2 separate regions of the Sus scrofa genome follow, and region 2 is linked to region 1. The links are chromatin contacts, called in public Hi-C maps. All regions are on one chromosome and are shown on one strand. The core of a region is the stretch at or near the end of the contact, and the rest is flanking DNA. Distances in the headings are between cores, read along the strand shown.

Region 1 (2,700 bases), core at 9-2,508:
GACATAGTGTCTGTGAAGATAAGGGTTTGATCCCTAGCCTCACTCAGTGGGTTAAGGATCTGATGTTGCCGCAAGCTGCCACATAAATGCAGTTCAGATTCAGTGTTGCTGTGGCTGTGGCATGGGCTGCAGTTGGAGCTCTTACTCAATCCCTAGCCCGGGAACTTCCATATGCTGTGGGTGCAGAACTAAAAAAATAAATAAATAAAATGAAATAAAAGAATAGATTATCTGTGCTAAAATAAAGACTCTAGGCGTATCCTTCACACTTCTGACTTAGGGAGGGCCTGAAAATTTGCATCTAAATTTAATTCCCAAGGGATGCTGATGCCCTTGGTCCATGGATCACACTTTGAGAACTGCAGGTATAAGCCGATATATATAACCTGTTTGGAGAATCCCATTATCTTCCCAAGGTTGGATTACAGGCTGGCATTAATTTATAATAAGTTTCTTTTTTTCCCAAAAAAACTGTTTCTATTTCACTAGTTTACTTTTTTTCTTTTTTTTTTTAGATGAGTTACATACATTTTAAAGACCATGACAACTGGGATAAAAAACGGCCAATGTTAATATTGAAAAGAACTAGAGGGTCTAACAATAACTTATGTAAAATATTTTTAAAGGCAACAATTTTTTTTTAAATTGTTGAACTCAGCATTTTAAAACAAAGTTTAAAGCTTTATAAACAATTTTCTTCAATTTACTTTTAAACATTCAAGTGGTTTATACCACGACATACCTACTAGGATGGTTATAATCAAAACCGGAAACTAACAAGTATTGAGAGGAATCGGAACCCTCATATGGTTCTGGTGGTAATGTAAAACAGTGGAGCCACTGTAAGAAAGTACTGAGGTTCCCCAAAAAGCTTACCATAGAATTACTATATAACCAGGAATTCCACTCCTAGGTGTATACACAAGACTGGAAAGCAGAGTTTCCAACAGATAACTGCATACTAACGTTCACTGCACACCACTGTCTAAGTGTTCATGTCCCCTCAATGTTCACACACTGGCAGCCTAACGCCCACTGTGATGGTTTTAGATGGTGCCTCTGGGAGGTGATTAGGTCATGAGGGTGGAGTCCTGGTAAATGGGATTAGTGTGCCCTTATAAAAGAGACTCCACAGAGCTCCCTAGCTCCTTTCACCAGGTGAAGTGACACTGACAAACCTGCAGGGCAGAAGAGGGCCCTCACTTGACCACACTGGCACCCCGATCTCAGATTTCCAGCTGTCAGAACTGTAATAAATCTCTGCTGTTTGTAAGCCACCCAGTCTGTGACATTTTGTTACACAGTCCAAATGGACTAAGGCACTGTAGTATTATTTATAACAGCCAAAGAGAAGGAAGCAACACAAATGTCCATCAACAGATGACTGGATTAACAAAATGAGGTACATACTTACATGGGATATTATTTAGCCATAAAAAGGAATGAAGTTCTGATACAAACTACAATATGGCTAAACCATGAAAATGCCATACTTAAGTAAAATAAGCCAGACACAGAAGGACAAATGTTTTATAATCTACTTACATGAACGGTCAAGAAGGGGCGAACTCACAGAGACAGAAAGGAAATGAGAGGTTACTGGGGGTTGGGGCGTGGGTGAAATGGGGAGTTACTGCTTCATGGCTACAGAGTTTATGTTTGGGGTAATTGAAAAAGTTTTTGAAACAGACGGTGGTGATTGTACAACACAATGAATGTAATTAATGCTACTGAATTTTAGACTTAAAATGGTTAAAAAGCAAATTTTATTTTATATAAATGTCACTGCCAAAAGAAAGGTGAAGTAGTTTAATCTCAATTATTTGTTCCAAAATCTGACTGAAGACTGAATTGCTGATGTCAGTACTCTGACTTCAGTTTAGCTGAGCCCTGAAATGATAAAGACATGTCATATTGGTCCTGTTTTGTCTATGGTATTTATATGCTTACAAAGACAACCTACTTAACAGGAGTGTAGGCAACAGTTTTAAACAAATTTAGTCAAATCATCTGCAAAACAAAGTAACAGGAACAGGTGACTAATCAGAAACCAAAAAGGTACAAGAATGCTAGATAAGTAGAGTCTTATGTCAACGAGAAATTTTCTGATTTTATCTTCTCCCAATCTTATGAAAAATAAACTGTCTACTGAAGGCACATTGAATATAAACAGACTGGCATATCAGTCATATATCAGAATAATATCTCTGTCCATAATATTTATTTGCTGAGCCATAGTATGAATTTCCAGTTGCATTTGGTCTTGCTTGCTTCTGGCACCCCTCAATGTTCAAAATTTTTGGTACTTAAAAAGTTACTTTAGACTCAAATTATATAGAGGGTCCTACTACAGAGGAAATCTGTAATAAGATGTACATCTGATATACTTTCCTACTTCACTGATTTTACAATCTCTAACCTATTTTAAATGATGCAGACACTTGATTTCCAACCTCAAAACTGTAAGTTCCTTGAAGTTGGCTGTGACTCTGCCTTCATTCCTTGCATCCATAGCCTCTGGCATATACAGATTATATCAGTGTTAAGTGAAAGTTTACATGGGGGGGAGAGTGGGGTGAGGGTCAAGCAAATAATGAATCTAAAAATCCTTCTATCCTTAAGACACAAACTCGGTGTCTTAGTATCAAGTTCTAACCAGGAGTTCAACTGTTTACACCACTAATTAAATTATCCCAATCA
Region 2 (2,700 bases), core at 191-2,690, 76 kb before region 1:
TGTCTTTAATAAATAAAGGTTCATTTATAAAATGTTAGGTGTGTGGTCAGGGTATTCTTATACTTACATTAACCAGCATTGCTTCATCCCATTTAATTCCAGAGATTCCCTTATAAAAGCAGACATTCTGCCTTTAATTACCTTTTTCCCCCACTGCTCGCTCCCAAAAATGAAAAAAAAATTTTAGTCAAAGCAGAATTATATACAGTTGCTCCAGGGAAGACAGGACACCACCACTGGATTCCTGAGATTTCTCTCTGAATTTTTTCTAACACCTGGAGCTTATTAGTTGCGCTCCAAAGGGGTGACCTTCCCATTTCATCTCTTAGATTTATCAGGGTTGAGCTTAAAACTCCAAGCAACAAACCTGATTGATTTGGGATGATGAAACCACCCTATTGGCAAAGCCAGTCCCAGCCCTTGCTGTGGGTCTGGTGTGGAGACAGCGGGTCCATCGCCTGTTGGGCCCACCTAGTCCCTGCGCCACGACTGGTTTCTTGCTCACACACACCCCACATGGGCTGCTTGCTGCACACTTGCCTGTGAAATAACACTATTGTGTTTTTACGAGTGAAATCTGAGGGTAATTAAGAACAGCAGCTTACTGTGCACCTGTAGTTCATTCTTTTTACACTAGGCTGTGAGCTTATGCAATTGGAATTAACCCAGGGGAGAAACCCACCCACATCCCCAACTTTCCCCCCTAGGTCTCCATCCTTTACCCATTCTTTTAAAATTATAACCATCTCTGCCTCTGGCTGCAGCCACCGTCAGGTGGCAGGAAGCGAAAGATTAGATACAGATCAAATGAGGGCTCTGTAGGGCCTGGACTCAGCGCTGCCACACTTATTTATTAAGGGGTTCTGAGAAAATTGTTCCAAGTACCGCTGTGGACATCATTTTCTCTCTCTGGCAAAGAGGCTAATGACGTCATTCCCACCAGCCTGTAGCACGGAAGATGCATTCTCAGTGTCGAAATCTGAGTAGAACTGGGTTTTCGCGCCGTGTTTTGTTCCGATGGCCGAACAGCTGCTCACTGGAAGGGAGATGGTTCTCACAGCAGGACCCATTCTTGAGAGAAGGGGCTGTCTCTGAGTCACGGCCTTTCTCGGCCAAGTTCCAAGACAAAGCTGCGAGTTCGGTCATAAGCACCAAGAAAGATGAAACCTCCCAGACTGATTGCTGCCATTCGGGGTAAGACACCTGCAAATAATCTAGGGGGGAAAAGGCAGGAGGAAAGATTTTTTTCAAATTGTGTGTATAAAAAAGGTTAAATTCCAACACCCACAGCTTGCTCAACTCCACACACCAGCTCATTAAACCCCACACAGCACTTAAAATGTGTGTTTTTCCTTTCAGAGTGGCACTGAATTACATTCCCAAATACACTTGCTGAAGTTGGAGCCCAGCTGTTTGCTGGCTGAATCAGCCAAATACCAAACAGCTTACTTGTGAGCACCTACACTTAGGTCCAGCAATTAGTCGAGATGCAGTAACTCTGTCCCCGCAATAGTTAAGTCTTTCACACCATTTCTTTGAGAGAAGATGAAATCAACTTTTTAATAAAGGAGTCAAAAGGCTGAATCCTAGCGAAGGCTGCAGGGTTCCGCCCACCCCAGGAAGCTGAGGTGGGCCCCGGCTCTTTGGGGAGATTCCTGGACAACTGTGCTGCTCCTCCCTGGGACTCACTCCGGCAGAGACCCATGGCGTGATGCCACAAAGGGCATAGAGTCTCCAGGGATTCTCGGTTCTCCCTCCCTGAAGGACAGGAAAGGCAATGGGCTCCAGCTGGGAGGGGGCGCCGCATTACAGGCTGATCCTCATGCACCACACAAGGCCAGTCACCATCAAGTTACAACTTGCGAAATATGCAAAGAAATGCAAAGTAAAAGAACAAGTTACAACTTGCGAAATATGCAAAGAAATGCAAAGTAAAAGAACAATGTTACTGGGGAGGCAAACTTTAAAACCCACAGTGGTGCACAGGTATTTGTTCAAAGATGGTCATTGTGGCATTGCTGGTAAGAGAAAAAAACTGCAAAGAACCTGCTCTCTGGTCACATAAATTCGGGTATGCTATACATACATGGGAGACTACACAGCTTTAAGAATAAGGTCATTCCTGGGGACCAACACAGAACGTGCACAAAATAGGTTCTGAAAGAAAGCCCAAAGCTGTACATATAATACGACTGCTTGTTGGACAAACATGGCCATGATGTGTCAACGTTCTCTGGAGGCTGGGAGGACAGGACACCCTCCCTACCTATACTTCTGTAATAATGGAAACTGTTTTACCAAGAGGAGTACTTGTGTAAGCAGAGAACAAAATGAAAAATATGAAAAAATCAGAACATGTGGATTTACTACAGAAAAGAGGGATGGAATCTAGGGAAGAAAACTGAAAATGATGAGGGTTAGGCCAACAGGATTCTGTGTAGCCTTGAAGGTCTGGGGAGACCTTCATGCTAAGCTAAAGGGAATGGGTGGCTTCCCAAGAAACAGGCCAGGAAGGAATCCCCTGTAGCCTGGATGCTTCCTTTCTGCGTACCTCCTGGGAAAGGCCAATGTGCCCCCCGACCCCCACCCCCAGGGAGCACTCTGCGCTTCTGAGGAAAATGGACCTGAGAATAGTTTCAGGGGGCCCAGATTTTAGTTAGCTAATTAAGGACTTAAATCATCAAGTAACGTCCTACACAA

Evidence for each region. A called contact is a pair of places that touch in the nucleus more often than the background predicts.
Region 2: a contact with region 1 is called in a Hi-C map of skeletal muscle, with 2.3 times the contacts expected there. The contact joins two enhancer-like sites. A contact is called at or near these places in 4 of 47 Hi-C or Micro-C datasets (embryonic fibroblasts, fibroblasts and skeletal muscle) and 1 of 2 datasets of contacts at active chromatin or transcription factors (skeletal muscle).

The regions. Positions count from the first base shown.
Region 1 is chr13:47,830,154-47,832,853 of Sscrofa11.1, reverse strand. The region is part of intron 5 of SLC25A26 (S-adenosylmethionine mitochondrial carrier protein); the gene reads right to left. Among named protein-coding and RNA genes, the nearest start is that of SLC25A26, 88 kb to the right of the region's middle. Within about 2 kb of position 1,258, at least 2 of the 83 cell types and tissues checked have an H3K27ac peak or open chromatin away from gene starts, as enhancers often do. A contact at or near this core is called in skeletal muscle, where this site is marked.
Region 2 is chr13:47,906,336-47,909,035 of Sscrofa11.1, reverse strand. SLC25A26 (S-adenosylmethionine mitochondrial carrier protein) reads right to left here. Exons shown (of 10, transcript XM_003358494.5): 10 at 1-1,214. The coding sequence ends at 1,097. LRIG1 (leucine-rich repeats and immunoglobulin-like domains protein 1) reads left to right here. Exons shown (of 20, transcript XM_005669717.3): 20 at 1-34. Among named protein-coding and RNA genes, the nearest start is that of LRIG1, 120 kb to the left of the region's middle. Within about 2 kb of position 1,440, at least 16 of the 83 cell types and tissues checked have an H3K27ac peak or open chromatin away from gene starts, as enhancers often do. A contact at or near this core is called in skeletal muscle, where this site is marked.